2 separate regions of the Zea mays genome follow, and region 1 is linked to region 2. A link is a contact called in public Hi-C data. All regions are on one chromosome and are shown on one strand. The core of a region is the stretch at or near the end of the contact, and the rest is flanking DNA. Distances in the headings are between cores, read along the strand shown. Region 1 holds the start of LOC100501819. Region 2 holds the start of LOC100381552 (putative argonaute family protein).

Region 1 (4,057 bases), core at 876-3,375, 260 kb after region 2:
ATCTCAGCCATCCGATGAAGCGCAGATGGCCCGGATTAGATCGTTTCCGGTTAAAATCTCGCTTTCACTCTCTGTCGTTGGATCCGAGATCTATGGCAGGTATCTGAACATGCTAGAACCCGATCTCGGTCGTCGGATGGTTATTACATGGCGCGGATTCAAAACGCGAAGGAGATACATCTTCGCCTAATCATAGCCGCCAATCAGAAATCCCACGGTCACCAGCCTTCTTCTCCATCGCTCGCACGCACACAGCGCCCCCCGACGCACCGGAACTCTCACCAGCGACGAGGAGTGCCACCAGTCGTTCCCTCGCCATAGTTCATCCCCTCCCAGGCACCCTAGATAGAATCCCCAAATCCAACGCCGCCCATCGCTATACGCCGAGCAGCTCCCAGGTTCTTCCTCGGCCACGCATGAATTGACGACGAGGGGAGAGAAAGGGAGTTCAAGGTGGTGCCGTACCGAAGGCTTGCCCGACCACAAGGCTTCCATTTGAGCGCTCGCACATGCCCCTATGGTCCCGCCCAACAGCCGAGAGTAGGCGTGAAGAAGCTCGGATGGCGGCGGCGCGATGAAGTCACTCGGCGGCGGCGGGCTCCCCCAATTCTCTCACTGTTCGTGGTGGTCAACGATTCTCGCGTGAAGATAGGTTGGAGAAGGCGGACGCGCCCGAGGTCCTTATACCCAGGTCGAGGCACGCAGCGAGGAAGTTTCGCCCAAGCCGTTGCGCGCGCAGAGATGGTGGGGCACGCGGCGCGCGATTTTGGCGGAGAAGAGGAACAATAGCTGAGTCCACGCTCCCGAGGAACAGCTTCTGACAAACGGGTCCCGCGCGGCAGTGACCCGCTGGCGTGACATCCCGATTTCGACCGGTGGGCCCAAACCGCCAGTTGGCAGGCGCACGCGGGCGGGATGGGCTGCACGGAATTCATTTGTGGGCCAGGCGGACTGAATTCGGCCCGAGCGGAGTTTCTCCATTTCTTATTTCCTTTTCTTTTCTTTTCTTTTGGTATTTTCTTTTCTTCTCTCTTCTCTTCTCTTTCCAAATTTAAAATTTCACATTTAAATCTATGTGTGTGAAGTTCATATTAAATGTATATATTCACATAACAATATGGACTGATTTTTTAATTCATTTATATTTTTATTTTATCCTATTTGTATGGTGTTTTCCTTCTCTTTTCTCAATTCTAGAATTTCTTTTAGATCTTAAATTCCAAACATTTTTCTTGTCATATTATTTTTATGTTGCCACAAGGTGCACACAAAATAAAGACCCAACATGATGCATATTTTTGTGGTATGTCTTTTATTAATTATTGATTTTTTTAAATATGGTGTTCACATGTGATGGTAAATAGATACTACACATATAAATAAAGGAAATATATTTTTCTCCTTTTATATTATCACTTACAAAGTGGGTATTACACTTGATTTCAAATAAATAAAAGGGGTTATTTATATAAAAATGACGCAGCATGATCATTGAAATTGTTGTTTTAATATAGTAAAGATGAACTGCAGTCTGCCTTAAAGCTCGGTGCATCTGAGCATCGATTGCACCGAAGAAAGCCACAGAAAAAAGAAAAGAGGGAGATGGAAGAATCTGGATAGAACATTGAACTCTATTTATTTCTGATTTTTTTTCATGAACAATTTGAGGGTGTACTGTGCTCAGCTTTTGTATAATTTGGAAAGAGAGATCTGGAATGTTTTGCGCACACAACTCATGCCCCGTCCTCGGATGCTAGTAGCAGCATCATTTTTATGTCACGGTGCTAATAATGACAAGGGCGGGTAGAGGATCGATGTGGGTTGGAAGCAGGATGTGTAGAAGGGAAATGGGGTGGGGGTGGGGTGGGGTGGGGTGGGGGTTTAGGGTGGGTGCGCATAGAGACGAGGGCGCCTGCGAATGTGATGGGTTTTGTCAAGGCCGGCAGGGGACAGAGGTTCTACCCCAGGCTGGTAGTGGCCGGGGTTGGACTCCCCAAACCCACACGGGCGGCCTCTGAACCTGTACCCAAAGAAAAAAAAAACAACAAAAACAAATCTGTGCAAATTCTCTCCCTCCTCCTCTCTCTTTCTATCTGGAATTCTGGATGCAGTCTGCAAGGATGACACAAGAACAAGAACAACGCGCAGTCTCTCTCCTCTCTACCCTTCTGCTGCCATCGATCTCAAAGCAAGGGAAGGGAAGGGAAGCCGCCTGAAAGCCCAACCAAACCAAACCAATCGCATCTCCCACTCGAAAAAGGCAGGCATCCAAAACCCATCCAGGGTAGAAAGAGAGAGGGAGAGAACGAGGAGGTTACCCATCAATCAATCAACAAGAGACCTACTGTATATAGAGCAGAGAAGGGGGATACTAATTTGTTAGTAAAACTCAAACAAGGAAGCACTTATTTTGTGCTTGTTTAGTTGCGATCAATTAGCCCGCCGCCGCGCCGCCGCCTCCTCCTCCTCCTATATTAGCCCACTTCCCTTCCTTCCTTTGCAGCAGCAAGAACTAAGGCTTGTCCCTTTCCCTCTCTTCTCCTCCCCTCCCCTCCGTCTCCCTTCCCCATCTTCTCTCCTGGAAGCCGCCTCGGTCGGACCCGGACAAGATGGCCGCCTTCTTCGGTGCTGCACCGCCGCCGGCTCTCGCTTCGTTCCGCCACGAGGAGGAGCAGCATCAGGACGCCGCCGAGGAGGTGTACCACGTGGACGATGTCGACGAGGGCAGCGGTGACGGCCGTGGCCACGGCGGCGCCGGCCAGGGGAAGCTGTGCGCCAGGGGCCACTGGCGCCCCGCCGAGGACGCCAAGCTCAAGGAGCTCGTCGCTCAGTTTGGGCCCCAGAACTGGAACCTCATCGCCGAGAGGCTGGACGGCAGATCAGGTAATGCCAGCCACTACGCACCGCAATGCGGATGCGCCTGCTTGCTTCGTGTTCCTGACGGCCGGTGATTGCGCGCCTTTCTCTCTCTCTCTCTCTCCCTCTCTCTCTCTGTCGTCTGATGGAAATGGAATGGAACCGCGCGCGCAGGGAAGAGCTGCCGCCTGCGGTGGTTCAACCAGCTGGACCCGCGGATCAACCGGCGCGCCTTCTCGGAGGAGGAGGAGGAGCGGCTCCTGGCGGCGCACCGCGCGTACGGCAACAAGTGGGCTCTCATCGCGCGCCTCTTCCCGGGCCGCACCGACAACGCCGTCAAGAACCACTGGCACGTCCTCATGGCGCGCAGGCAGCGGGAGCACTCGGGCGCGCTCCGCCGCCGCAAGCCCTCCTCGACCTCGCCCTCGCCGGCGCCGGCGCCGGCGCCGCACCTGGCGCCCGTCGTCGTCCTCCACCACCACCACCACTACGCCGGCGGCTCCCCTCCCATGCCGCCGTTGCACGCCGCCGACGCCCACACGCAGTACACGGCGGCCGCGGCGGACACCCGCGCGCACAGCGGCGGCGAGTCCGACGAGACCGCCTCCACGTGCACCACCGACCTTTCCCTCGCCTCCGCCGCCCCCTGCTTCTACCAGAGTGGTACGTACAACGGCACGGGCCTCGGCCGTCGTCGTCTCACTCCCATGTCGTGTTTTTTCCCCCCGAACTGACCGCCTGCCGTGGCGTGCGTGCGTCCGTCCGTTCCTTCCTCCGCAGGCTACGACGTGGCCCCGCGCGCCGCGGCGTTCGCACCGAGCGCGCGCTCCGCCTTCTCCGCGCCGCCGGCGACGGCGCGCTCCGACGACAAGGTCTCGCTGCCCTTCTTCGACTTCCTCGGCGTCGGCGCGGCGTGATGGGGGGGCCGGCCCGGGCCGGCCAGGCGGCGGTGTACAGGAGGGCGGAGGCGGTCAAAGGACGAGAGCCCCGGCGGCGGTGAAGCCGTGCCCGCGCGTAGTTTAGCTTTAGAGCCCGAGTTAAATCATCGAGAACAGAACATGGCCTGAGCCTGAGAGAGGAGGAGAATGGCGATCCACCATTGAACTGGTGCCCGTGGCATTGCAGACTAACAGCTCCGCATCCGTTCGGCTGCTGATGTTGCTAGTAGTAATGGTACGGTGATTACTCTCTGCTTTGGGTT
Region 2 (3,915 bases), core at 353-2,852:
ACATGGGAAATGCTCCGCGCAGTACGATCTATGATGTCGTCTAGATCCACATGAATAACCTATGATATTCGTCTCTTAGGCTATGTCCAGCAGATCCCTTATCCATCCTATATTTTTTAAACTTTTATCTACAAACAATATCATCTACAGTTTCGCGTCCTCTATTTTTCTGCACTCTACTAGAGACAATATTGTCCAACTATCTACAATCTTTACATGTCTGACTCATATGAATAAGATATAAGTGATTAATTGGCTATATTTGCAGAGCTGGATGCCGATCGGATCTACGCATAACACTGTACCATAAGACACCCCACATGTTAATGTTACTATGTTTTATTATCTCCTATTAAAGCTTTCTCATTATTATTTTCTTACGGTGGCGTATATAGTGAGTGGTCTGAAGTAGGACGCAGCGTATCCTAAGCCAGTCCACCAGACCACTAATTCACTTAGGTCTAAAAAAAATAAAACAATATATATTATATTTGTATTTTCTACTGTATGCATTGGACTTAAATATTAAATTTATAGTTTCATATACTATTCTTATCTTTATATTCTGAATTATATACTAAATTATTATGGATTGTACGAAATTATTTATGAATTTTTATGGCATACCTCATATAAAAATTGTAGCTATGTCACTGCTTTCTTGTCCATGAGCTTGTACCAAATCCCCCGCATTCATTCCTCAAATCGTTGCAATTCCCATCTGCAACACCCCCCCTCTCATCCATTCATCAAATCTTTCCAATTCCCTCCCCAAATCCGCCGCATTCAATTTTCAAATCCTTACGACTTGCTTCCCCAATCGACGCAAAGCAAAAAAAAAAGGAAACGGAAGGCTGGCAGCCGCACAGCCGTGGCCCGGCCCCACTTCCGTTCTCGCGCCGGAGGAGCCCAACACCGGCAGGTGGCAAAAGCGCGGCTACTCCCTGACTGACTCACTGCGAAAGCGACAGTGCTAGTACTGCAGCACTGTGCCCGCAGTTAACGGAGAAGGAAATGCCGCAGCTATCCTTTCGAACGCTGCCCAAGCTTTTTATGCAAAAACGGGAGCGACACCGTCCCGGTACCGGCCGCAGCCACACAGCCAGCCCCACGCTTGCGTTGCCGCTAATAAAACCGTAGAATGCTCCGGGTCCACAGGCATCGGGTTGCCTCTACCCGGCCGGCGGAACCCTTCAGTGACGATGACTGGTGGGATACACTTTCACTGGGCCCACAAATCAGTCGAGTAGTTGTTGCGGCCGATGCCGCTTTGGCGGTCAGCGCGCAGCCGTGCGCCGAGGAAGTTGAGAGAGCACGGTGGGCGGCGCGAGTGCGTGAGGTGCCTCCCGCGTCCAACCCTCCCCTCCACGTGTCGCCTTGTCTGGCCCACTGATGAGTGACTAGTGATTTGGTGCTATGGATGAAAAAAAAATGCGCCCCCCCCCCCCCCCCCCCCCCCCCCCCCCCCCCTCGCGCGCGCGTGGGCGGGTGCGGGATGACCTCGCTGCCCTTCCTTCCCTGTCCCCGGTGTACACGAGGGCCGCTGGTACAAGAGCGTGGGTGGGCGCGGGCGCACGAGCCACTTCACTTGTGCTCTCTGTTCGGAAAGAAGCCCGGCCGGGTCGGAAGGGGAGCAGTTCTCGCCTTCTCGGGGAGGTCGCCAGCGGTAACGGAAAAACCCTCGTCCCCTCCCCCCCTCCTCTCACCCGGTCCCTGCTGGTCGAAATCTAGGGTTTTGGCGGGGTTTGGATCGCCTGTTCTTTGACCGGAGGTTGTTCGTGCCGGTGCCGCGCGGACTTAAGGAGGGTTTCTGCGGTCAGTCCTGCTGCGCCCTCGTGTGGTCTGTTCTACGTACGTTTCTTTGTTTTTTTTTCTTCTTCTTGTTTTAAGATCGCTGCATTCTGGTCTCCGTTTACAGGGTGGTGTCTTTGTGGATGGATTCTGTTTGCGTTGGGTTTTTTTTTCCTGTATTTGTTTCGGTTGTTTTCCATCAAACAGGTCGAGTCTTTTCCTTTGGTTAATTGATGGTATGCCTCCGTGGCGCGCATGTGACAACTTTTGGGGGTTTTTCTTCTGTTGATTCTATTTGTGACTTCTCCGATTTTCATCTCTTTTTTTTGGGTACGTGGAGGGTTTTGTTGCTTTCCTGCTTGCAATGGCAAAGGTCGGACTTGTCCTCTTTCTTCGTCGTGCATTTGTTCTTGTCACGCGCAAAACTGTTCATTTCTCTGCATAAAGGGCAGTTTTTGAATAATACTCATTCGGTGTTTGATAAATGTGCATCTCTGGAAGGTTCATTGTTGAGGATATTAGTGCAGTGCCTTGTTCTGGAATCTGGAAGGTTCGTCCAATAAGGATTTCAGTGCGGCGTTGTTAATTTGGGGTACGCGCTGCAATTTTCTTTTTTTTTTTCTTTTGGTTTCTTTGGAGTCATGGAAATCCCGCTATCGCTTTCCAAAGGAAAAAATGTTCTTTCTTTTTCTTGCCTTTCTTCCTGGATTTGTTCCCCTTTCCAAATCTTTTGCGTCTTTGTGGTATATATATAGATGTATAATGACATGACTATTATTGTAATTTATTTGCATTCTCCTATGTTTATAGTCGTTTTATTGTCATATGATGATATGGTATAGTTCGTTTTCATTTGTTGACGTGCAGGGTTGGGCAGAGGCTTTGCAGCTTTTGGGTCAGACGCAGTGTTCTCGTGAGTATATTATGCCATATAGTTTACTATTTTGTGTGAACATGTAGAACATTCCTTATAAAGGACCAGTATGATATTTCTGTATGAGTTCAATCTTCTATCGACTAAGGTAGTCTGTTGTGTAATTGTGTTCGAGGTCCTTTATTTATTACTGTTTCCATAGTTTGTTGTTTAACACTGTTTCCGTAGTTTGTGAGATGATCACGATTTCATTTTTTTTGTTTTTAAATTTGTACAGTCACATCAATTGTCCTTTTGCTTACCTGTATCATTCTTACATCTATATTATGCAGTAACTTCTCTTACTTCTTCATTGTATGAAATATTAAGAAACAAAATAAATGACAGATATTTAAATGTTCCAGTTTCTAATTGATATAAGTGGAATGTATTCCATTGCTGTTAGCATGGGCTACAAAATAATAAAGTATCCTGATGTTACATTTGTGTCGCATATTTGGTGGGGATGGGATTTGAGAGTAAACATTGTGGTTTACTGAAATGTATACCGTTTGCATAATGTAATTAGTTGCCAGTTGATATTACTTGTGAGAATGTGTATTGTTGGGGGTGTGGCATAAGTTAGGGACCCCCATTAGTGGTTTTAAGTTTGGATTTCAGTTTTTTGAATAGTTTTTATCACTTCAGCTTGTTATACTACTGAAATCAGATGTTTTTATCTCTGTTGGAAGGGTGATTTACCTGTGTATTTGTCCTTCTGCTTCAGTTGCGTTGCTGCTTGCTTGAATCATGCATCTAGTGCCTACATATATATGTCTGATTGGGGTTGCTTTGGATACTCATGCAGCAAGGCTCACTAAATGGAGTCTCACAATGGCGAGGCTGATGATTTGCCTCCACCACCCCCTTTGGCTGCTGGTGTTGAACCACTTAAAGCCGATGAAACAAAGATGCCATTGAAACCTAGGAGTCTGGTCCAGAGGAATGGCTTTGGCAGAAAGGGGCAGCAGATAAAGCTGATAACAAACCACTTCAAAGTTTCTCTCATGAAGGCTGAAGATTTTTTCTATCATTACTATGTTCGTCTCTAATCCTTGCCAAGTATCACTTCTTTATTTTTAACCTCATACCTTCATTATCAATGCTGTCATCTTTTACTGGTTGCAGGTCAATTTGAAGTATGAAGATGATACACCGGTTGATCGGAAAGGGTCGGGAAGAAAAGTGATCGAAAAACTGCAGCAAACTTA

Evidence for each region. Hi-C and Micro-C count contacts between places; a contact is called where the count stands out from the background.
Region 1: a Hi-C map of endosperm shows a contact between it and region 2, with 2.6 times the contacts expected there. The contact joins the promoter of LOC100501819 here to the promoter of LOC100381552 in region 2. A contact is called at or near these places in 3 of 25 Hi-C or Micro-C datasets (ear, endosperm and tassel).

The regions. Positions count from the first base shown.
Region 1 is chr8:3,090,391-3,094,447 of Zm-B73-REFERENCE-NAM-5.0, forward strand. It overlaps LOC100501819, which reads left to right and starts at 2,126. Exons shown (of 3, transcript NM_001357723.1): 1 at 2,126-2,883; 2 at 3,031-3,519; 3 at 3,637-4,057. The coding sequence starts at 2,610. The coding sequence ends at 3,773.
Region 2 is chr8:2,829,987-2,833,901 of Zm-B73-REFERENCE-NAM-5.0, forward strand. LOC100381552 (putative argonaute family protein) reads left to right here and starts at 1,603. Exons shown (of 24, transcript NM_001174379.1): 1 at 1,603-1,666; 2 at 2,659-2,704; 3 at 3,513-3,744; 4 at 3,833-3,915. The coding sequence starts at 3,526. It also overlaps a transcript of LOC606445 not described here.